7 separate regions of the Mus musculus genome follow, and regions 2, 3, 4, 5, 6 and 7 are each linked to region 1. The links are chromatin contacts, called in public ChIA-PET, HiCAR-type, HiChIP or PLAC-seq and promoter capture Hi-C maps. All regions are on one chromosome and are shown on one strand. The core of a region is the stretch at or near the end of the contact, and the rest is flanking DNA. Distances in the headings are between cores, read along the strand shown.

The links. Promoter capture Hi-C pulls out the DNA fragments that hold promoters and counts their contacts. ChIA-PET counts read pairs in DNA pulled down with a chosen protein or histone mark. HiCAR-type assays count read pairs that join an accessible place to other places. HiChIP or PLAC-seq counts read pairs in DNA pulled down with a chosen protein or histone mark.
Region 2: a contact with region 1 is called in an H3K4me3 HiChIP or PLAC-seq map of embryonic forebrain, with 5 times the contacts expected there. The contact joins the promoter of Smcr8 here to the promoter of Prpsap2 in region 1. A contact is called at or near these places in 4 of 39 promoter capture datasets (the HPC-7 cell line, cranial neural crest, maxillary cranial neural crest and 1 more) and 2 of 115 datasets of contacts at active chromatin or transcription factors (astrocytes and embryonic forebrain).
Region 3: a HiCAR-type map of astrocytes shows a contact between it and region 1, with 4 times the contacts expected there. The contact joins the promoter of Shmt1 here to the promoter of Prpsap2 in region 1. A contact is called at or near these places in 3 of 39 promoter capture datasets (cranial neural crest, liver and second pharyngeal arch cranial neural crest) and 1 of 115 datasets of contacts at active chromatin or transcription factors (astrocytes).
Region 4: a promoter capture Hi-C map of pre-B cells shows a contact between it and region 1, with 4 times the contacts expected there. The contact joins the promoter of Natd1 here to the promoter of Prpsap2 in region 1. A contact is called at or near these places in 5 of 39 promoter capture datasets (cranial neural crest, hippocampal neurons, liver and 2 more), 1 of 484 Hi-C or Micro-C datasets (CD8 T cells), 2 of 115 datasets of contacts at active chromatin or transcription factors (embryonic midbrain and embryonic stem cells) and 2 of 9 other capture datasets (adipose tissue and pancreatic islet).
Region 5: a promoter capture Hi-C map of liver shows a contact between it and region 1. The contact joins the promoter of Cenpv here to the promoter of Prpsap2 in region 1. A contact is called at or near these places in 2 of 39 promoter capture datasets (liver and pre-B cells) and 1 of 115 datasets of contacts at active chromatin or transcription factors (astrocytes).
Region 6: a contact with region 1 is called in a HiCAR-type map of astrocytes, with 2.8 times the contacts expected there. The contact joins the promoter of Pigl here to the promoter of Prpsap2 in region 1. A contact is called at or near these places in 3 of 39 promoter capture datasets (hippocampal neurons, liver and pre-B cells), 2 of 115 datasets of contacts at active chromatin or transcription factors (astrocytes and extraembryonic endoderm stem cells) and 1 of 9 other capture datasets (pancreatic islet).
Region 7: an RNA polymerase II ChIA-PET map of memory CD8 T cells shows a contact between it and region 1, with 17 read pairs. The contact joins the promoter of Usp22 here to the promoter of Prpsap2 in region 1. A contact is called at or near these places in 3 of 39 promoter capture datasets (embryonic stem cells, liver and stem cell-derived epiblast-like cells), 1 of 484 Hi-C or Micro-C datasets (CD4 T cells), 5 of 115 datasets of contacts at active chromatin or transcription factors (astrocytes, embryonic forebrain, embryonic stem cells and 2 more) and 2 of 9 other capture datasets (liver and pancreatic islet).

The regions. Positions count from the first base shown.
Region 1 is chr11:61,760,314-61,763,621 of GRCm38.p6, forward strand. Prpsap2 (phosphoribosyl pyrophosphate synthetase-associated protein 2) reads right to left here and starts at 1,775. Exons shown (of 12, transcript NM_144806.2): 1 at 1,641-1,775.
Region 2 is chr11:60,775,826-60,779,133 of GRCm38.p6, forward strand. It overlaps Smcr8 (Smith-Magenis syndrome chromosome region, candidate 8 homolog (human)), which reads left to right and starts at 1,700. Exons shown (of 2, transcript NM_001085440.1): 1 at 1,700-3,308. The coding sequence starts at 2,203. Top3a (topoisomerase (DNA) III alpha) reads right to left here and starts at 1,540. Exons shown (of 19, transcript NM_009410.3): 1 at 1,097-1,540. The coding sequence starts at 1,276.
Region 3 is chr11:60,809,451-60,812,758 of GRCm38.p6, forward strand. Shmt1 (serine hydroxymethyltransferase 1 (soluble)) reads right to left here and starts at 1,815. Exons shown (of 12, transcript NM_009171.2): 1 at 1,454-1,815.
Region 4 is chr11:60,912,329-60,915,636 of GRCm38.p6, forward strand. It overlaps Natd1 (N-acetyltransferase domain containing 1), which reads right to left and starts at 1,464. Exons shown (of 3, transcript NM_025294.5): 1 at 1,301-1,464. The coding sequence starts at 1,397.
Region 5 is chr11:62,537,697-62,541,004 of GRCm38.p6, forward strand. Cenpv (centromere protein V) reads right to left here and starts at 1,565. Exons shown (of 5, transcript NM_028448.1): 1 at 1,160-1,565. The coding sequence starts at 1,509.
Region 6 is chr11:62,456,629-62,459,936 of GRCm38.p6, forward strand. It overlaps Pigl (phosphatidylinositol glycan anchor biosynthesis, class L), which reads left to right and starts at 1,813. Exons shown (of 7, transcript NM_001039536.4): 1 at 1,813-2,066. The coding sequence starts at 1,832. It also overlaps a transcript of Ncor1 not described here.
Region 7 is chr11:61,173,461-61,176,768 of GRCm38.p6, forward strand. It overlaps Usp22 (ubiquitin specific peptidase 22), which reads right to left and starts at 1,599. Exons shown (of 13, transcript NM_001004143.4): 1 at 1,255-1,599. The coding sequence starts at 1,425.

The DNA.
Region 1 (3,308 bases), core at 525-3,024:
AGGCCAGCCTGGTCTACAAAGAGTTCCAAGATAGCCAGGGCTGTTACACAGAGAAACCTCCGTCTCCAAAATAAAATAAAGTAAAATAATTGAGAAACTGCAGGGCAGAGATAAAACCACATTACTCTTCCATATTCTGTGGTTACTGGCATTTTGCTTTCTTATGGCTAATGCTGTTCTGAGAGTTTTGATTTTTTGTTTTGTTTTTGTGACAACTTGGGAGAAGCAGGAAATAAATCTAAAACTATTTTAAATTTGGAGAAGTAACTTTTATTCATTTAATGTGTATGGGTGTTTTCTCTGCACACCGCGTGTGCCTGGTACTCTTGGAGACCAGCAGAGGGTGTCAGATTGGGTGGGTCTAGCATTAGAGGTGGTTGTAGGCTGTCACGTGGGTGGGTGCTGGAACTGACTCAGTCTTGAACAACTAGTATTCTTAACCAGCCAGTTCTCCAGCCCCCACACCTGGGGAAGCAGTTTTAATAGGAAAACAGGTTTGACATTACTTCCCAGACTTTAACGAAGTCATACGAGGTAACCTCTTCCTCATAACAGTGGCCCCTGAAGGACAGAGTGGGGTAGCAGTCTGATATGCAATACAGTTCCCTGCATACAACAATAGGTTGCGACTCTCAGTCATACAGAGCATGACTTGGCAACCTGATGAACTACAGGCAATAGAATCAAATACCCAGATTTTGAAATGTCTATTGCAAACATACCTTATCAGAAAAAAAGATACATACTAAATGCCAAAGAAAGAGCACAGAACTATGTTTTGGTGTTGTCAATTCTTGGAGCTTATCCCAAGTATAGAGCTATATTGTCAATGATAGAAAGTACAATTTAAAAACAAAACAAAACAAACAAACAAACAAACAAACAAAAAACCCCCAACAACTTTGTAGCCCTGTTTGCCAGGAACTCGCTCTGTGGACCATGAGCCCTCAAGATCCTTTCACCAGTCTCTGAGATTAAGGGGTGTGCCATCAAGCCCCACAAACTGCAAGATTATTTAAGAACAGAAACACTGGTTCTATGTTAAACCACAGAGTAGCTAATGAATATAATGTGCATATCTCTGCAAAAATTGGATAATAATGATACAAACTACAGCAGTTAAAAGACAAGAAAGGTTTCCTATAGTGGGGCTTAGGGGCACGCACCTATTTTATTTTTATTTGTGCATTTAAATTGTTAAGCACTAGGGCATGAGATGGGTCAATGGCAGGCCGCTTGCATTGCTTCACCTTGCATTCGACTCCAGAACCGCAAGAAAAAAAAAAAAAAAGAAAAAAAAAAAACATAAAACATTAGAACTCACACTTCCTCAGGCCTCAAAGCTCGGTTCAGTATTTTCGTATCCCTCACAAAAGCTAAACACCCAAACTCTGCCAATATCGATATAAGAAAAATAAATCCTTATCAATAATGTAACAGATTGAGGAAGAGATTTTTCTGCAGAGTATCTTATGCCGCTCCTCCTACGTCTGATTGGAGCCCAATCATCCACTAAGGCTGGTGGAGCCGAACACGGGGCCCCGGGCTCGCCCCGGAGCAACAAGGGCCATGGCTCCCGCCCGGCACCGCGCGAGCTCGCGGGGCCCGCCGTCCGCCCGCCGAGGCTCCCGCCCGCCTACCTGGTCCCGACCCCAGCCCGGCCCGCCGCAGCCTCGGCTGCCGAAGGAAGAGAGCACAGAGCTCCGCACGGCGTCTTACAGCAAAATGGCGACTCTAAGCGCGAGAAAGTCTTTCGAGACTGCGAGGCCAGGGGCGGGGCCTGAGGGCAACTGACTAGAGTGGGCGAGGCCGTCGAGGGGCGTGGTCTGGAGGAAGAGGGGCGGGGCAGAAAGTGGGGTAGAAGGCAATGCATTTGATGCTGTGGGCGTGGCCGCCAGAGTGGGCGGGAGGATGTTGTGTGGGCGTGGTCAGACTCGAGGAAAGTGGGGGAGAATTAGAGTGGGCGTGGTTGGAAGTGTGGTTAAAATTCATAGGTTCTGACTGGGTTCAAGTCTTTACTGTCCTGCAAGACTGAGCAAGTCACCTCTTTGACCTGAGTTCTTCTGAAAAAGAGATGACAGCAGTACCCCCATCTCCTGGGGTTGGGAGGAGTGAGTGAGAAATCTGCGAACCTCTTGGCATGGTTCTTAGCATACAGTCGATGAGCAGTTATCATTCATAATTATTCGCTTTGTTGTCCCTTCCTTCTTTTCAGTGGTTAAGAGTATATACTGCTTTTCCAGAGAAGCTGAGTTTGGTTCCCAGAACCAATGTCAGGCAGTTCACAACTGCCTGTAATTCTAGCTCCAAGTCTCCCTGATGTCTCTGGCCTCCTCAGCCACCTGCACTCATATAAACATAAACATATACAAATAATTAAACATTCTAAAAGTTAGTTTTTTAAAAAATTGTAGCTCTGGGTGACCTGGAACTCACAGAGATCCATCTGTCTCTGCCTCCTGAGTGTTAGGATTAAAAGGGTGGCCATCATTCCTAGCAAATTGGTTGCTGTTGATATATCATTGCTGAATTCTTTATACCTTGAAATATGGTGATCCCTATTTTTTAAGGGGCTACTTGGCCCTTCCTCTCTTTCTTTTTTTTTTAAATATTTATTTATTTATTATACAGTAAATACACTGTAGCTGTCTTCAGACACTCCAGAAGAGGGAGTCAGATCTCATTACAGATGGTTATGAGCCACCATGTGGTTGCTGGGATTTGAACTCTGGACCTTTGGAAGAGCAGTCGGGTGCTCTTACCCACTGAGCCATCTCACCAGCCCCCAGTGATCCCTATTTATAACATAACAAACATATAGTGCATGCCAGGTATCAAGGCATTATTTATTATTATCTATATTTTATATTAATATATATTAACAGTAACTTTCAGAAATGGGGTAAGACTTATCTCTATTTAATTGCTGTGGGTACTCAGATGCCAGTGACAAAGCAATAGATAGGCACCACCTGCAGTGCCTTGCTCCATGTGTATACTTAAAGGCTCTCATCCACTGCACTTCCAGTTCACAAGTGAGACAAGCAGACATTTATGGGAGGATGCACAGGTGGCTAGAATTAATTATCAGAAGGCTGAGGATGGTTAGAATTCATAGGAGGGCTTGTGGGTAGCTAGAATTCATGGGAAGTATGCACGAAAACTGAAAAGAAGCTGTGTCTGGCTGACTGATGACAATTTCAGTACTGTGGGGGAGATTGGGATGTTGCAGGTTCAGAGGCTAGTTTACCTTTTCTTGGATTAATTTTGGCCCTCTGGAACAGCCATTTCTTTTTTTTTTTTTTTTT
Region 2 (3,308 bases), core at 450-2,949, 980 kb before region 1:
AAAAGACATTTAAGGGGCTGGAGAGATGACTCAATAGTTAAGAGCACTTGCTGCTCTTTCAGAGTACTTAGGTTCGATTCCCATATCTCACATAGTGGCTCACAACCAGATCTGATACCCTTTCTGGCCTCGGTGGGCATGTGTCTGATACACAGGCATACATGTAGGGAAAACACCCATAGACATTAAAAAATAAAAGAGAGAGAGATCTAAGCAGTAGTTAGGCTGAATGTCAGTCTGTAACCCCAGTACTTAGAAGACAGAGGCAAACAGATCTCCATTGTTCAAGGCCAGCCTGATCTACTTAGCAAGTTCCAGGACAGCCAGGGCTACATCGTGAGACCCCTGTCTCCAAAACAGAAAAGAAAAAATTATTACTCAAAGACATTTTTAAGAGGTGAAGTAGTTAGGGGCCAGCGCCCACCTAACCTTGGCTCCCCCTTCCGGGTATTTTAAAACTGGAGGCAGAGGTCTGGAGATCCAACTGTTTGCAAAGAAAAGGGAACAGCTCCTAGGAAGGGCCTCCAGCTGAATGATAACGCAACAGTCCTTGGGGTTTTACCCTTCTCACCTCCGTTTTGTCAGGAGACAATCCTATCTTTCGTGTATCTTAGAATCAGTCTATAGGAGTAGTAATTGACTTCTCTAGTTCCTAAACCTAAGTGTTACCCCTAGGGTGCCACCACCCTAGTCACAGGGTCTGCAGAAGGCAGGGACAGGATTCCATAAGTAAGGCTTGAACGCCAAGATAAAGGAGTTGGTTACCGCTTTCCAATACTACTGAACTTGTGATTGACCAAGGAAGAGTTTTAAAATACACGTGTTCTCACACTCCAGACCCAAAGAAGGGAGAGCAATGCTCCACTGGTATGTGAGCCGAGCAGACAGATCCGGCGAGCAAAGGTCTATCAAAAGCGTGAAAAGGTTTTACATTTACAAAAAGCCTGAAGGCTAGGGAGAAACCGAGAAGTGAGGGCGGCCGGGAGGGGCCTCTCGCAAAATAGGCGGAGTCGCTTTCGCCCGGGCTCCCGGTACCCAACGCGCTGTCGGACTTTGTGGGCGTTCCTCAGGGAAGCAGAACCCAAGTGCTTCTTACCCGCCTCATACGCCCGTTGGACAGCAAGTCGGCGATCCCCTTGGCAGCGTCGTTTTTCTCCGCCACGCAGAGAACTTTTCGCACTCCTCGGAAGGCCACTTCCATGGCAGCGCGGGACAGGGCACGGCCTCCAGGCCGTCGGTGCCACTGAAACGCTAAGAGGGTGACCGGGAAGATCATTCCCTAGGTCCTGCTCCAGCAGCAACTCCACGGGTGCCCGTGCATGCTGGAGAACCCAGAGGAAAAGCCACGAGGAACTGTGAGAGCCACCTTAATAAATGCAGTTTTTCCAGGCAACTGCCGCCTCGATCAGAAACCCACACGTCCGAGTCTCGCTTAAACTCGCGCTCACAGACAACTTCCGCCCACTGCGCCACTAAGCAGCCTTGAACTACAACTCCCAGAATGCCTCATGCCCTGTGCACGTTCCTCCAACACCGTTTCTCCTCCTCCCTTCCACCCCACTGTATTCTACTTTCCTTTTCTTTATGACAATGGGTAGTTAACGGGACTTGTCCTCTGGAAGATCTGATTGGCAGGGCCTCTTAAAAGGCGCCACTAACTTGGAAGTCTGTGTGGGCGTTTCCGGGTCACGCGACGCTGATGCTGGGGAGTCATGTGATACCAAGATGGCGGTGCCGCGGTAGCTTCCCTGGGACAGTACGGTCCTAGGAGCGGCGACAGTTTCTGCCCTTAGGTCGTGGGGAGACTCATTTGACTGATTCTGCGGTAGCCCGTGGCGAGGATTAATGACACGATCAGAGCTGGGACTGTTGATGTCGCCGGTAGGTTCCGGGGAGTGCTGGTGACCTAGCTTCAGGAACCTTGCGCCGGCCCGGGCAAACGCTGGAGAATGGCCAGCCTCCGTCATCTGGACCTGCAGCTTTGGAGTTCATGAGGCTTGCCCAGGGCATCACAGGTCCCAAACCTTGAGAGTCTGCGGCAATTCGAGTTCTTCGTTGTGTGACAGGGCAGTTTAGGATCCCCGGAAGTGCAAAGAAGGCCGCAAGAACTTCGTTTTCGCATCCAGAGGCCTGACTCTCCCTCCGACCAACCCTACATTATTTTCCATTTCCTCTCAATGTGCTTGCCATATTTCAGGAAATATGATCAGCGCCCCTGATGTGGTGGCCTTCACCAAGGAAGATGAATACGAGGAAGAACCTTACAATGAGCCCGCTTTGCCTGAGGAGTACTCAGTCCCTCTCTTTCCTTATGCCAGCCAGGGGGCAAACCCCTGGTCTAAACTGTCTGGGGCCAAGTTCTCCAGGGACTTCATCCTCATTTCCGAGTTCTCTGAGCAGGTGGGACCCCAGCCCTTGCTTACCATCCCCAATGACACCAAAGTTTTTGGCACTTTTGATCTTAATTACTTCTCTTTGCGGATTATGTCGGTGGATTACCAGGCTTCATTCGTAGGCCATCCTCCCGGTTCTGCCTACCCCAAGTTGAACTTTGTGGAAGACTCTAAAGTGGTACTGGGAGACTCTAAGGAAGGGGCCTTTGCATATGTGCACCACCTCACCTTGTACGACCTGGAGGCCAGGGGCTTTGTGAGGCCCTTTTGTATGGCTTATATCTCCGCAGACCAGCATAAAATCATGCAGCAGTTCCAAGAGCTCTCGGCCGAATTTTCCAAAGCATCTGAGTGCTTGAAGATGGGCAACAGGAAGGCATTCGCTGGGGAACTTGAAAAAAAGCTGAAAGACTTGGATTACACAAGGACAGTGCTACACACAGAAACCGAGATCCAGAAGAAAGCCAACGACAAGGGTTTTTATTCTTCTCAGGCGATTGAGAAAGCCAATGAACTGGCCAATGTGGAGAAGTCCATCATCGAACATCAAGATTTGCTGAGGCAGATCCGCTCATACCCTCGTCAGAAGACGAAGATCCCTGACTTGCAGCCTGGTGATACAGAGCATACCCAGGATCAGGCTGACCAGGTATCCACTACCTCTAATCCTGAGGAGTCCGCTAATGCAGACCTTTATACCTGCAGACCGGCTTACACCCCCAAACTCATCAAAGCAAAGTCCACCAAGTGTTTTGACAAGAAGTTGAAGACCTTGGAGGAACTCTGTGACACTGAGTATTTCACTCAGACCCTGGCCCAGCTTAGCCACATTGAACACATGTTCAGAGGAGACCTGTGCTACCTCCTGACCAGTCAGATTGACAGAGTGCTTCGAAAACAACAGCCCATAACGAA
Region 3 (3,308 bases), core at 565-3,064, 950 kb before region 1:
AGAAGGAAGTTCCTAGGGGTAAAGTCAGTCCATTAGGCTTGTCTGTGAGTCCCCTAACTCAAGAAGCCATCTTGCTAGCTCAGAATTCTTCAAGGAGCTCAAGAAGCTTAGTGTATACTTGATTGATTGATTGATTGATTGATTGATTGATTTTAAAGACAAGGTTTCATGTAGCCCAGGCAGGCACAGAACTGGCATAGCAGAGAAGAGCCTGAAAGTTCTGGCCCACCCACTTCAGGAGTCCTCAGCTTATAGGCACGCCTCAGCACATTTAGTTTCATGGGATGCTGGACTGAACCCAGCTCCCTGCATTCCAGGCAAGCTTTCTACCAACCAAGCTGCTTTCCCAGGCCTAGCCTCAGTCAGGTATTTAATAGTTTTCAACAACAACAACAAGGTCTCCATATAGAACTATCCTGGAATCACTATGTAGACCATGCTGGCACTGAACTCTGCCTACTTCTACCTCTTTGTCTGCTGGGTGGGATTAAAGGCCATACACCACAATACCCAGGCCAGGGCATTAGTTTTATGTTTTTAGAGAGGGTTTTTCTATGTAGACCAGGCTGGCCTTGAATTCACAGAGATCTTCCTGCGTGTGCCACCACCACTCCTGGCTTACTTAGGGCTTACTTAGGAAGAAGATCTTCACACTATAGACTTTTGATTATTTTGTTTTCCAAGACAGGGTCTCTCTGCAGAGCCCTGGCTGCTGAACTGTCGTTTTTGAGCTAACTTTGGGGAAAACATACAGCATTTCCTTATTACTGTCTATAGGTCTGCCAAAGTCCATACCCACGTGTTAGGCTGTAATGGGGACAGGAACAGTGCGAGTCTCTCTGTGCCCTGCTTTATAAAGAGAGGAGGCTCTCAAAGGCCTTGGAGTGGCTTTAACTAAGGTCATATAACAGAGGCAGAATGTGAACTCCTGTTTACTTTTGGTGCTTCCCAGAATCCTGGGTAACACAATTACTCACCTCCATTCAATTTCCCCTCAAGGAAGAAATTTTAAATGTATTCTGTACGGAGCCTAAACTGGTGTTTCTGGTCCAGCAACTGCCTGGCTCAATTAAACACATTTGTGCTTGCTTCAGCTAACCAAAGGTCACCTAACTTCCAGACCTTGAAATAGAGGCACTGGGCTAAGAACGCTACAAGCCAACCTGTCCCCTAGATAGAGTAACGCACTGCAGATAATCAGGGTTGTACTAGTAAATCAAAAGCAGTGATTACAGACAAACCTCGGAAGCTTCGTTAACATGTATAAACCAAGGGGTTCCATCCCAGCACCACATGAACCGAGAGCGATAGCTCTTACTGGTGAGGTGGAGGCAGAACCATTAGAAGTTCAAGGTCATCCTTGGCTACACATCAAGTTCGAGGACAGCATGTGTGACACTCACACCTCAAACAAAACAAAAAGAAACAATCGCAAAGATTAGAAATTACATACCTTGTATTAGGAGCGTGGATTTTGTGAAAAGGTTCCAACCCTTGGTGCAGGGTGGCCTCCAGTTCACTTGGTTTCGGGAGCTGGCCGTAAACGTCTGTTCCTCCGGTCTTTATGAAAGGGACTAAACGCGTTGTGGTGGCGCACGCCTTTAATCCCAGCACTAGGGAGGCAGAGGCAAGTGGATCGCCGAATTCCTGGAGAGCGCGCGGAAAGTGACCACAGCAACACCTCCAGCCGGAACCCCGCAGCGGGCTGTCCTAACAGCCCAGCACGTGCTCCGGGAACCAGCCTCCCCACCACGTGACACACCACGTCCGGGGGAAACCCAAACTTGGCGCGCAGAGGCCGGAGCTCCACTAAACTCTCCCCAGCGCAGCCTGGTCCCGCCCCGCCCCTACAGCGGCCCAATCAGTGGGAGCATCCAGGTAGAGCCCGCCCCCAGCTGCCCACGCGCGATTCGCCCGCGCTCAGAGCAGGGCAAAGCCTGACGGAAAAAAAAAAAAAAAAAAAGAGCTCTGAACTGGAGGGGGTGGGAAGGAGGAGGGGACTGGGCGGTTCCTTACCTTGGGACCTGGGACTTTTGGGCAGTATTGCTGATTGTAGGAGTGTTTTGTGATCCAGAAGACCTGGATAGGATTGGGGATCGAGCCTGGTTCGGGTTCAGTTTCCAGTAACTAATGCACAAGTGTCCAGGGGATCTGCCTCCAGAGTTCTAGGATTAAAAGTATGTGCTACCATGCCTGACATAAATAGATCTTTTTTTTTTTTTTTTTTTTTGGTTTTTTGAGACAGGGTTTTTCTGTCTAGCCCTGGCTGTCCTGGAACTCGCTCTGTAGACCAGGCTGGCCTCGAACTCAGAAATCCACCTGCCTCTGCCTCCCAAGTGCTGGATTAAAGGCGTGCGCCACCACCGCGGGTCCTGGTGTCAGCCCACAGTAATCCCTATCTCAAATAAATAAGTAAACAAAAAAACAAACAAGACAAACAAAAACCCAGCTGGCATGACCAGAACTCTACAGGCTTTGGCAGAGGGATCTTGAGACAGAGGGCAACCTGACTAAATACCAAGATTCAGGCTAGCTGGCTGTCTCAAATATTAAAATGAGGCTGGCTGTGTGGCTCGGTGTTAGAGAGCCTGCTTAGCCTAAACAAGAGTTTGCGTTGTTTGTGTTACACACGCTAGTAAAAACGAATGAAGCAAATCATATTGCCATGGGGCTAGAGAGATGGATCAGTGGTTAAGAGCATTTGTTGCTTTTGCCGAGGTCCTGAGTTCAATTCCCAGTACCCACATGGGTGGCTCACAACCATTTATACCTTCAGTTCCAGGGGCTCTGATGCACACTTCTGACCTCTGTGGCCAATGCATGCATGTGGTACACACATACATGCAGACAAACACTTGCATATATAAATAAAATAAATTTTTAAATATATATTATTGCCATGTGTGCATAAAAATATAAAAATACATTGTTTAGTAACAAAATTAATTTAAAATGATAAGATTTAAAAAATCATTTTAGAGTCAGGAGGTAGTAGTGCAGCCTTTAGTCCCAGCCCTCAGAAGGCAGAGGCAGGCAAAAGGGTGTTAAATCCCCTAGAACTGGAGTTATAGTTGGCTGTGAACCACCACAAGGGTTCAGAGAACAGAACCTTGGCCCTCTGCAAGAGCAGCAGTGCTCTTACCCACTGAGCCATCTCTCCAGCCCCTAATTTAAAAAAAAATAGATTTAAATAATAAAAATAAAAACAAAACCCCACAGGGCTGGAGAGATGGCTCAGCAGTTAAGAGCACTGCTGCTCTTCCAGAGGACCTGGGTTCAATTCCCAACACTCACATGGCAGCTCACAA
Region 4 (3,308 bases), core at 214-2,713, 850 kb before region 1:
AAGAGAGAGAGAAAGAAAGAAAGAAAGAAAGAAAGAAAGAAAGAAAGAAAGAAAGAAAGAAAGAAAGAAAGAAAGAAAGAGAGAGAAGCCTAAGGCTTCTGCCTTTCTCTTTATGGATCTGATGTGCCTCCACAGTCCCCAGGAACTAAAAGCCTCACTGGAACTAAGAAAACTTCAGAAAAGAGGATCTGAAGAAAAAAGAAACAAAAAACAAACAAACCCTCAGATAAGGCCTCTCAAGGGATCAGGGCCAAGTGTCACAGTCAGCTGAGCTACCATCAGCATGACAGCAGGACTTGTTTCTCTACGGAAAGAATAGGGCAAGGGGCAGCTGGGCCCTGATTTGAATATGCCTCTGGTCTTGTTAAAGCTGGGCAGGTCCCATTTCCTGCACTCCCAGCCTCAGTTTACTCATCTGTAAGTGGGGCGGTATGTCACAACACAGGAAGTGATAGCTGCCCCCACGGTGGTTAGGTGGCACAAACGGGAGACCTGGCCTCCAAGTGCAGGTCACAGAAGGTTGGCTCAGGAAGTCAGGATAGGCTGCGTATGCTTGACTGCTTACAACCTACCTACTGGCCGACCACACTCAAGTGGTGCATCCTTCCAATCAAAATAATATGGGCAGTGGCTAAGTCGGGTCTCCCCAGAGGGCCCAGCTGGGAGGAGTGGGCTACAGAGAGCTCAAGGTCCCATATTCCACAATCTTTTCCAGCCCTAGAATCAATGGGAGGAGTGTCGGTCTGCTGGTACAAACGCTACAGATGAGGCTTTGACTTCTCTATCTGTTGAAAAGTAGCCATTTATCTATGTTTATCAGCACTTGCTGTGCACCAAATGTGTCATTCTGAACTTTTACTGCCACAGCATCTCATCCAAAGCGGTTTGCACTCCAGCTATCCCCATTGCAGATTCCGGGAGACCGATGCACACATTGACTAGACAAACTGGCCAAAGTCTCAGAATCACCTACCCGCCTCCTCCTCCAGGCCACATATTCCCTAGGTTATGCCCCAGGCCCCTGCAGGCTCCTCCACGGCGGCAGGAAGCAACCGAACACCCGGGGGGTGGGGGTGGCAGGCCACCAGTGACCTGCTCTCTGGGACCCAGGGTGGCAGCCCTCCGTCCGCGATGTCGGAGGCCGGCTGCGCTAGCAGGTGCGGGCTGCCCGGGCAGACGCGCTCCGGCGGTGCCAGTCGGGGGGTTCGGGAGCCCTCCCGCCCCGGGATCCATCTGTCCGTCCGCCCGCAGGTCCCGCCCCGTCCCGCCCGCGCGCGCGCAAACAAAGGCAGCTCGGTACCGTTGAGGCGCACGGAGAACTGGCGGCGTTGGCGGTCGTGCTCCACGCGGATGGGGCCGCCCTGCTCCAGTGCGCTCGGCGGGGTAGCGTGCGCCATCGCGCGCGCCGACACTGGGGACCGCGGGCCGCAGCGAACTGACTCTTCGGCGGCGCGGGCCGGAGAAGGGGGCGGGGCCGGAAATCAGCTGTGAGTCACGTGCGCTGCGCGCACTGTCTGTTTGGATACATTCCTGGCGTCTCTTAAAGAGACCGCGCTGCCCGTTTCGCTCGCGGCTTCAACAATGATGTGCTGGTCCATCCAGGGCGCCGATTGTCCTCCCGAATGCCCCAGAATGACTTTTAGGACCCACACGGACCCATATGCAAAACACGCAATGACCTATGGGGTAATTTAGATCCTCCCCGCGACAGCCATTTAATATTAGGCATTAGCCTCACTGCAAGCCTGAGGCAATAGATAACGTCAAATGCAAGGTGTTGACAGGCAAACCTACTCTCTGCTGGAATCGTGCGGGCTGGAGCTATGCAGCCCACCCACTCGGGCAGCTGTAGCTGATATTGAGAGATTACCCCTAGGCATGTTTGGGACTGGGTGAAAAGCCACCCCTCCCAAAGAAAGCCAGAAATATGAGGTCCCTAGGGAGCTAGCTACCCAGGAGCCAGTGTTTCTCTAGAAGTACAGTATTAGGAAAGCTTGCCGACCATGGATGTTCACAGAATCATATTCTGTTAATTACCGTGCAAATTTGATGTCCACATCTATGAGACCACCACACAGACATTAAAGTTTGAGTACCTCAGTGGAATGCTTGAAGGCTGTAACTTCAAACCTGTACAAAATGTGTGTCTGTGTGCGTGGCGGGGGCTGGGGGTGGGGGAGAGGCGGGGGACAGACCAACAAGGAAGCATTTTACAGCTAAATGGAGATCTCCGTGGGCTCCCTTCCAATTGATTTCTTCCTTTTGAAGTAGCTATGCTCCCTGACTTTTAGCGCTATTGACTAAACAGCTTTTCCTAAGAACATCCTATTTCTTAAGAACTACACAGTATTTACCTTTTCGTATCTGGTTTCTTCGCTTCCACCTGTCATCAGCTGTGTTGTTGCTGCTATCATGTTCACCAGTGTGTCAGAGATTTCCCAGGAAGCAGGTACCAGTTTTCCATCACGTGTTAATGGGTTGTTGTGTTGTTTTGGTTTGGAGCTGCTATGAGTAACAGGCTGTGGATGTCGTCTGGCCAGCATTCCCTTAGGGTAGCTCTCAGGAATATACTGCCGAGTTTTATAGCCAGTGGATATTTTGTTTTGTGAAAAACTGCAAGATCCTTTTCCAAGTGTACGACCTCACATTGCCACAGAGAGTTCTGTAAGTTGCAGTGGGCATTTTGTCATTAGTGGCAGTGACTGACTCTTGAACCTTTGCCCAGGCTGCCAGGCCATTTAGTCCCCATTTAATGAACACTTTCCTCTGTAACCCCCCCCCCCAATCTTTTATTTGCCTTCTTCCAATCATTTTTATTGCTTGGTTGGGGGGTCAGACATACTACTGAGAGAATCTTTTCTGAGCAAATAATTTCCTTTTAACAAGTGGGTGTTGTGTCACAGCGTTTGTAAACAGAAGGCAGTGCGGAGGTGTGTCATTATATGCAAAGTGACTGAAAGGGATCCAGCCATCATAGAGGGCCTGGAGCCTGGTTGGCAGAGTCAGAGCTGGAGGCAATTGTGAACAAGGAAGATTAAAACCTGTGAGTCTCAGGTGACGTCACTTCCAAAGAATGTAAGTGGAGATGGTCAAAATATGTTCCTGGACAGTGTCTGAACAGGCCACTCATCTGCAGGCTGCTGGGCCTTTGGATGACTACTGCCCAAGCACCACTTCCTGGGGAAGTCCTCCTGTGCATTTATGTCTACAGACGTGGCATCTGACCAGCCAGTCTAGACCAGGGGAGAGTCTGATCTGATAAGCCTCCAATAGGGCCTGGCACAGTGGTTGTCTACCTATGGGTTGTG
Region 5 (3,308 bases), core at 315-2,814, 780 kb after region 1:
CTTCCTGCCTCCACCTTCCAAGTGCTGGGCTTACACACGTGGACCTCCTTCTCGCTGGCTTGCTTCTGTTTTCCTTTCTCTCTTTCTCTTTCTCTTCGGAGAAAGGATCTATCTCTGTAGCCCAGGCTGCACTTGAAATCACTGTACTCCTCCGCCTCGGCCTCCTGAATGCTAGGATTGTCGGCATGTGCTACTGTGCCCAGCTCTACTGAGTTTTATATAGTATCATTTAGATCTCCCAGTAGCTAGTACACAACAGGTACTCCGTGTTATATTTCATTTTTTTTAAGTTTTAACTGATTTTTGTTTTAATGTTTTAAAGCATTCAATTTATAGCCCAAGGGGATAAAATTGAATAAACGAAACAGATAGAAAGCTAACTAAATACTCCAGTTCTTAGAGGATCCACCAAAACCAAGAGAACTAATTCTGGGACAAAGACAAAAGAGCATCTTGTTGTTATGAAAAGTAGTTCAGGTTGTTAAACAATTGTTGGGTTAACGTTAGTTTTCTTTGTCTTTTATTGTTCTTTTTAATTCATCTGCGAGTGAGGGCTATAAGACAAGGGTACTGGGTTTTTCTCGGAGCACAATGGGTAAAGGAGGAAGGGGTTCACATTACATTTGCCAAAGAGCAGGCATCTGGCCAGAGTAGTCATCAGCTCTTTTCCCCAATAACGGACCTCAGATCTGCTCCTTAGGCCACCAAAGAAGCTGGAAGCACTTCAGAAGCACAGACTGGGGGAGCTGCCAGCCCGGACCGGGGATGAGAACATAACACCTTAACTCCCCATTCCCCCTGCAAGCGCCCGTCCTGGACAACGCTTTGCGCGCCTTTCCCTCCGAGATCAATAACCGCACCCTGCACCCTCCCTCCGGGGAACTGATTAGAACAACCGGCCTTCGCTCCTCGGGTCACTAAATTCTCCACTTCGACCTTTCCTCCCGCCCACTCCCCGAAAGCACGTGCAAAAACGGGTAAAACGGTCTTGGTAGCTGGCAAGCCGGGGGATGTCTGTTTTTTCACCCTGAGGGGCCCTTCCGCGCACTCAGCCCGACACCGTCCGGAGCAGCCCGCCAACGGCTCAGCACTCAGCCCTCGGGTCCCGCCGCCCGTGCGCACCTCGCGTGTGCCGGCCCGCCGCCCCCGACACACTCACAAGGTGTCCAGCAGCAGCTTGGCGGCGCCCTCGAAGCTGAGCCGTTGCCGCTTCTGGAACGTCTCCCAGCGCTCCCGCTGCTCCCCCAGGTCGAGCGCCGACACCGAGGCGGCGGGGGTGACCGCCGGCGGTGGCTCCTCGGCGGCCGCCTCCTGGGCCCGCGGCGGTGGCTTGGGCCGCGGCTTTGCCGACGGCTGCGGACCGACCGCCCCGCCCCCGCCCCCGGCCCCGGCCCTAGTCCTGCTCCGGGAGCGCTGCGCGCGGCTTTCGCCGCCGCTCAAGCCCCCGGTGGCCCCCGAGCGCCGCTGCTCCCGCGGGCCGGTGGCCACGGCACTGCGAGTCCGCCGCATGTCTCCCTCAGCCGGGCTCGCAGGCCTCTCGGCTCTGCGCGCTCCCGCCGGCCGATGCGCGTCCCCGCCTCCGACAACCTGAAGGCCCCGGGGGTGGTGCGCGGCGCTCCGGAACACGCGAGCTAGGGACCCAACTAAGAGACCCTGGCCGTGGGGCCGGCCGAGCGCTGAGGGTCTAACGAGACCGCGCCTGCACCTGCGCTTGCAGGTAGCGGTGCCCGTTTGATCAGCGAAGGAGCTTCCAGCCTCCACTGACTCCAACCACACATTTCTAACTGGGGACCTGGGTCAGGCCTCAGTTCATAAATTCACGGCCACATCAGAGCTGGCACGCTTGGGTGACTTCGTGGTTTCCAAGGTGGTAACACTACCAACTTGGCAGAGGCCATCATGTACCTAATGTGAGCTAACGTAGTATGTAAATTGTCGGATATCTGCTACTGGAAGCATAAATGACAGCTGGAGTCAGTTTGATCAATGGTCAACAGGTTTTTTGGTGGTTTTGCAGAACTGAGAATAGGACCCACAGCTTTGAGAAAGCACTCTTGCACTGAGCCACATTCCCAGCCCTAGATTTTGTTTTCAATTTTAAGTAAATGGATCCAGGATTACATTCCATTCATAAGCTTTTGCAGAATACCGTATTGACGTTTAAAGACAAAAATCCCAAGAACCATCCACTGCGGTATCCCAGATAGTCTCCAAACCCTTTCAGTTGTTCTCACACTTTTAAAGAAACGTTTTCTTTTACTCGTTTTTGGTGCATTTTTCATTTTTCAACTTAGTTCTGTTTTTGTTGATTTTATTACAATATAGAGTCCATTTATTATCTTTAATGATGAAAATATGGGTTTTCCCAAATACAGCTTGATTAATTCATAAATCCTCATTAAGTTTTAACACAAAGTTCTCAATAATTGAAACTTCCTAGATGCATAATTTGTTTTGGTGTTTCCTTTGTGCCCGTATCTTAAATGTACAGATTTGCATGCACCAATTCAGATGTGGCATATCCTAGCCACATCTAGACTATCTCCAAAAAGCAAGCAGAAGTGACCACTGTTTTGTTTTGGCTTTTTCTCACTGTGACTTACTTTCGCCTGTTTTGTGTATTTAGAGACAAGGTCTAACCGTGTAGCCCTGGCTGGCCTGGAACTCACGAATAAGGCTCAGGTTTATCTTAGCTCACTGTGATCTGCCTGCCTCCACCTCCTGATACACATTACAGTTTTAAAAATCTTTATTCAGGAGGAGAGCGAAGTATGCGGGTGCATGGGGAGCAGAAGACAGTCTACACCATGAGTTCTCTTCTTGCACCAAACAAGCTGTCTGGTGACAGGCACCTTTACTTGGCTGCCGGGCTTGTTTGAGTCAGGGCTTCATTCTTTAGCCTAGTCTAGTCCTAGACTCACTAAGTAGCTAAGGCTGGCTTCAAACCTGTACCTATTCTCCAGCCTCAACCTCCCAAGTGCTAGAATCACAGGTGTGATCTACCACACTACTTTAGCCTATCTTTGAATGTCATTTCAAAAATAGCATGTACATTGTTAAATCTAATACTGTTCAACATTTTGGAAATAATTGATATTATATATACACACATATATACATATATGTACATATATAATTTATTGATGTCAATATGATCTATGCGGATTGGCTTTTGTTAATGCAACACAAACAAGGGTCATCAGAGAGGGAACCTTAACTGAAAAAAAAATGCCTCCATCAAATTAGTGGGTAAGTCTGTAGGTCATTTCCTTGATTCATTATTGATCACCATCACCCCTGGGCAGGTG
Region 6 (3,308 bases), core at 563-3,062, 700 kb after region 1:
GCTGCACCACTACCAACCCTTCGCCATTATACCTCAAGTGGGCCAGTTAGAAAGGTGAACTAGTTTGCTCTTCACACTTGTCCATCGCTGTCACCCTCCTTAACCCCTTCCATACTAGTCAAACAGCCACCAACTCTCCCTCAGAGTGGGCCTAGGACGGTCACCTGCGCCGGCCCCACCCGAGGCCCTCCATCCTCGCATCCCCTTCGCTGATCCCGCGGTGGCACCGCACGCCCCTTCCCAAATGGACAGATACCTCGGGCTGATGTCCGCCCGCCTAAGGCCATTCTTCCTCCAAACTCCAGGAGCCTCCACTCGTCTAGCCTGAACTCCCCACCGCACCCGACTCGCCCCTGGGGGAGGGAGAGGAAAAGACCTGCGGTTTGGACGGGCCCTAACCCTGCGTCCTCCGCGACGCCCCTGGCCTGGCTGATCCGAAGCTGGCGCCCTGGGAGCCCGAGGAAGCTCCCGGGCGAGCAGGGCCCGGAGGCCGGGGCTGCAGGCGCCGAGCCTACTCACCGGGAGCTGGCGGAGTGAGAGCCGGCGCGCCCCACGGCCGGACGACCGGGGCGCGGCCCCGGCGCGCGGCCCTCCGCCCGGCCCTCGCTCGGCAGCGCGGCGAGCTGGGCGCTCACTCCAGCCGCCGCCGCCGCAGCTTCGCCACCTTAGCCGCCATCTTGCCTCAACCCCACTCCCTCCCCCTCAGGCCGGGCGGCCGCGCTGAGGCGGCTCAGACTTGGGCTCCTCCTCCTTCCGGAGGGTTGGGGAGACGACTCCCTCCCCGGGAGAACGGAGTGCGGCTCTTACCTCGGCCTCGCTTCCTGGGTCGCGGACGCCGCGCCGGTTCTTTTCAAGTTGTCCCTCGCACTCATGCCCGCCCCGGCAGCGCTGCCTCCGGCCCGACCCGCCGCCGCCGTGGCAGCCATCGCGTCCTCGGCCTGGAGCGTCCCCGCGAGCCTGCCACTCCCGCGCGCCCGGGGCCTTCCCCTCAGGCGTGGGAAAGGACCGGGAGCCCGGCGCGAGGTTAGCCTTGCGACCCCTGCGCGCCGCCAAAGCGGCTACCCCGTCCCCTCGCCGCCAAAGAGAAACCTCAGCCCACGTGGCTGGGACGCACGTTAATTTCACACCGAGTGTTCCTCGGCATGGCGGGCGAGGCCTCCTCCACGGCGTGGCTCCTTAATCTCTGCCTCTTAAGAAAACTTAAGGGGCCTGCCGACCTCACCCTTCGAGTGAAATGACATTTCCTCTTAGCCGCTTACTTTTTCCTCTTGCAAAGCCGCCATCTGAGAAAGAACAAACGGTGACCCGCTTCGGAAAAACTTTTATTCCGGATAACGGGCTGTTTTATACAAAGTTTGAAGTCATAAAACGAGTTGAAAGGAGAATGCTGACGTTTGTTTTAGAATGCTTCCCTTTTGGCCGGCGTGCTGACACGCCTGAAATCCCAGCTCAGGAGGCAAAGGAATGGGAATCATTGCAAACTCGCATGGTCTGCATATAGTGAGTTTAGGGGAACACGCAGAGAGAGACGCGATCTCAAAATAACTCTAAAAATGCTTCCTTCCTTTTAAGCACACTGAACGGTAAGAAAGACACTTAAGACCGCAAAGTGCGGCTGAGCTCTGAAACTGGAGCAGATAGAGGATTCCGCCACCGAGGAGACGGGGCAGTATGGGTGGAAGTTTCCACGCTAGACCACGAATCTTGGTCTCCAGCCGCCGCCGCACTCTGACCCACGGAACGCAGTTTCAGCCGGTTCCGTTTTCCCGCAGGGAACCCGAGTCCACCCGCAGCCTGCCTTCCTGCGCAGGCGCAGTGCCACTTACCCGGCATGGAATTGGTGGGTTTCTTGTGTGTGGCCGTGGCTGTCCTGACTTGGGGCTTCCTCCGGGTTTGGAACTCAGCGGAACGAATGAGGTCTCCGGAGCAGGCGGGCCTGCCGGGAGCCGGAAGCCGGGCCCTTGTAGTGATCGCGCACCCGGACGATGAAGCCATGTTCTTTGCTCCCACCATGCTAGGCTTGGCACGCCTGGAGCAGCAGGTGTCCCTGCTCTGCTTCTCCTCAGGTAGGAGACTGTAGGAGGGTCGCTGGGTTAGGGAACTAACCGATCTTAGTTAACTTCTTCCGGAAAGGTTTTCTGTCGTAGGTAGCTACTTTCTCTGTGCTGGTCAGTCTGGGGACAGAAACAGCCGACTTCCCAGATAGGTTAGGGAACCCCGAGCGAATTCCATCCTAGCCAAATCGAGGAGCAGAAAAGTGGTTGTTCATCATTGGTTCCGTTCAGTACCTTCATGTTCCTTTGGGAACTGCGACTGTACTGGATGTTTTGGGTTTTTTATAAAGACAGTCTCACTGTAATCTAGCATCCCAGGCGTGAGCCGCTGTGCCTGACCTGTTATCCTGAGGAACCGTCTATTTGCAAAAGGATCAAATAAAATCATGCACCAGACAATTTGAGCTGTATGGTGTCTGCTCAGCCCACCAACTTTCTTTCCTAATAATAGCAAAAGACCTTCCTGCTGCTTTGAAACCCATTTTCTGCTACAAAGATTCATGTGTCAAATTGGGAGATTTTTTGTTTAACTTCAGACAAATAGAAATACATTTATAGATAATTTTAGAGTTCATCTGTACCCAGCTATTATTAAAAGAATTCTTCAAAAATGAGACTTGAATAATGATACAGACAAAAACAAACGAGAAAACCAGGATACCCTAAATATGGTGATGACTGGACAATGTGAAGTGTATACATACAGTGGGTGAATTTTATAGCAAAGTATACCTCAATAAAGCTGATTTTCAAAATTGCTCAGGACCTTTTTTCCCATGTGGTTGTTGTGTTGTTCTCTTTTGGGGGGCCAGGGGTGTTTTTGTTGTTGTTGTTTTGTTTTTTTGTTTTTCTAAACAGGGTTTCTCTGTATAGCCCTGGCTGTCCTAGAACTCACTCTGTAGACCAGGCTGGCCGAGAACTCAGAAATCTCCCTGCCTCTGCCTCACAAGTGCTGGGATTAAAGGCATGCGCCACCACTGCCCAGCTTCTTCGGGTGTTTGGTTGGTTTGGTTTGGTTTGGTTTGGTTTGGTTTGGTTTTTCGAGACAGGGTTTCTCTCTGTGTATAGCCCTGGCTGTCCTGGAACTGGCTTTGTAGACCAGGCTGGCCTCGAACACAGAAATCCGCCTGCCTCTGCCTCCTGAGTGCTGAGATTAAAGGTGTTCGCCACCACGCCCGGCTTTCTTTTTTTAATAACTGATCTTAAACAGAAATCATCAGGATTGATTTATAAAATTGGCTGAATTTGGGAGAA
Region 7 (3,308 bases), core at 349-2,848, 590 kb before region 1:
TCCTAAAAGACTCTTACAGAACATAAGCCTTTAACGCCCTCAAAGACTTATATTATGGCCACGATTGATTTAAAAAGGGGGAATTTAGGCCGGGGTGGGAGTGGGGGGGGGTGTGGTTTGCATTCACCTTTAATCCCATCGTTCTGGAAGCAGAGGCCTGTGGATCTGTGTGAGTTAGAGGCCAGCTATCTACAAATCGAGTTTAAGAACTGCCAAAGGCAGCCGGGCGTGGTGGCGCACGCCTTTAATCCCAGCACTCGGGAGGCAGAGGTAGGCGGATTTCTGAGTTCGAAGCCAGCCAGGGCTACACAGAGAAACCCTGTCTCGAAAAACCAAAAAGAAAAGAAAAAAGAAAAAAGAAAAGAACGCCAAGGGCTATAGAGAGAAGTCCTGCCTCGAGAAACTAAAGAGGGAGAGTTTGATGCTTAACATGAAACACCCAGCAGATTTGTCAGTTCTCCCGTTATAAAATGCTACTCAAGATAGAAACAATCAAAATTTTCTATTCCACTTTTCACCTTCAAAATCAAATTGTAATTATGAAGTTTTTTTTAAATTAGAAAATAATGTTTTCCCATCTCCAAATCACTAATAAAATCATCATAGTTGCTGAGATTTACAGGACCCAAAACAACAAAATAGCCACTCTCGAAGGCTGCGGTTGTCAATCACCTCCTACGTCCTAAAAATCTCGCTTCTCAACTCGAGTGCGCGGAGGCCCTGCCAGCCTCAGGTGTCCGCGAAGGGTCTCAGCCCCGGGAACGAGCTGTTATCCACGGAACTACCCTGCAGACCCCAGGCCCCCACCACTACCTTTACAGACAAATACTCCTCAATGGAATGTCCAGACAGATCTTCCTCCTCCTACTCAGATACCCCTCCCCCTCCCATCGTGGGTTCCACCGCCACACTCCCAACAGCGTCCACTAGGTGGTCCCTGGACCCCTCCCAGCACCGTGATGCTTCCTCTAGCCCCCTCCCTGCACCACGACGCTTCCTCTAGCCCCCTCCCCACGTTGCGAGGTTCTCCTTAGTCCCCCTTCCTGCACCGGGATGCTTCCTCTAGCCCCTTCCCTGCACCGCGAGGCTTCGCCTTGCCCATTCCTCGGCCCCACCCCCTCACGGCAAGGCTTCCCCTCACGCCCTCCCCGCAAGGCCAGGCTCCCTCCCCACGACTACCAGGCTTCCCCTCTCCCTCTCCCACCTACACTCCCCGCTTCCCAGCCCGCAGAGCGGCGCAAGCCTTGGGCTCACCTTGCGCTTGCGAGCCTCGGCAGTTCCGCTCCACACGAAGCACTGGTAGATGGCCCGCAGGTTTTGCTTCCAGTTGTCCACCTTGAAGCTGCCCAGGTGCGAGCAGCCAGGCGGCGGTACCGCCAGCTCAGCGTCCATGGCCTCGACCTCAGGCTCCGGCCTGGCCACCATGGCGGGCAAGGCCCGGGCGCGCGGGGCAGGCGGCGACGGGGGCGAGGACGACGCCAGGGCGGCGAGAACAAAGCTGGGGGACAAAGACCGCGTTGAGAACTCAGGCAGGCTACAGCAGCACCCACCGCACGCGCAGCACCCTCTGACTTCGAGGAGGGCGGGGCGAGGCTGGGCGGGACAGGGCGGAGCTGTCCGCGGGAAAGGATAACGTCACCCAGGCCGGCGGCCTTAGTGCGCAGGCTCCGCTGCTCTAGACCCCGCCTATCAGCCCTCCTCTCGCCCGCTGGCTCCAGAGAAAAGCCGAAGGCCTCGGGTTGGGTCAACAGGGTCCCGCCCTCGCGTCACACCATTGGTGGTTTGCCGGTCTAAGACACGGTCTGCGCCTATTATAGGCTTTCGAACCGCCTCCGGAGACGCCAGCGATTTGACGTTTCGAGTCTCTCCTTGGAAGGCGGGGCGTGCTGAGGATTGGGTAAAACTGAGTGTCAGTCAGGCCACTGAACCGGTTTGCACCGGCCTGAGCTCTGCCGCAAAGAGGCGGGGCGACGGAGGGGTGGGGCAGGGTAGGGCCTGCGTCTGCGAGTTCTCTGAAAGGAGGGTTTCTAGGTTCTGTTTGTTGGTCCTTGGAGTTCCTAGTGTGGGCGTTTCTGCAGAGACTGCCATCTTGGCGACTGTGTTGGGTACCGCAATGCCACAGCTGGAGATTGGGCGTGGCAAGAATACAGATCTTCCCTTCCCTAGGATATTATTCAGCGTTATCCTATTGAACTAGAATGCCAACTGGTATACGAATTTTTTTAGTGGCTACATTTTGTACAATATTTTGCACCAAGAAAGATAAAATTAATTTTAACAAGCAGTCAAATAAAGACAGAATATCAAGTCAAATTTTTACATTGGCTTTGAAATATCGTGTTATACAGGTTTGGTATAGCAATTCAATTTGTACTAGCCACATTACACTCTATTATTAAGTAGGAACAGTATAGAGCTATGATGCATTTAGCTCTCCTATCTGAGGGTTACACAGATGTGCAGCAAACCAACTCAGAAGAGAAAATATTGATCTTCTGCCCTACAAATTGTATATACCGAGTAAATAGACACCTCTCTCCTGTTATACCTTAAACAGGATAACAGCTAGGTGTCAAACTCAGGCAGACAGGTACCCATGATGTGGAGCAGTGAAATAATTCTCCAAGACAGAAAAGGCAGAAGAAGTAGAGAGTTCATCGGTGTACTGCAGTAACAGCAGCTAGCAGACAAGACAGCCGAGAAAAATTGCCGACAGGCATTTTGATGTCATGGTTCCGAGGAGCAATTGCAGTTGTGGCTTGTCCAATGAGTACCAGCTTGGTCTTAGAGCAGTGATGGTCGTATTCAGGCTTAGATATGGCTTAGCATGCTATCTTAGTTGGCATTTGAGTATCACCCAGAGAGGAGTTACAGCATAGAGAAGGGGGTGGGTGGGGGTTGGTGTGTCTGTGTATATGAATATTTTGGGAGCTACTCAGGTTGAGGCAGGAGGATCATTTGAGCCCGGAGTTTGTGGTCAGCCAGAGCAAATAGTGAGACTCATAGTAAAAAGAGGAAGGGGTGGGGTGGGGAAGCTGGTAAGATGCATACAGACCATATAGGTTAGAGGCAAATATTACATCATTTTATAGTTAGGACTTGAGCATGAGGGTTTTGGCTTACTAAAGGACTTCTGTGTGTGAATGAGTCACTCAGGGCATATTGTGAGGGAACATACTCACTCACACACACACACAAAACCTTTCAAGTACAGTCATTGTCTTGGGAAGCCCTTGGCTTACATGTGATGCTGTTCAGGTATTCTTATCCCACTGCTGGCTATTTTACTGCAATCCAACACAGGTGGG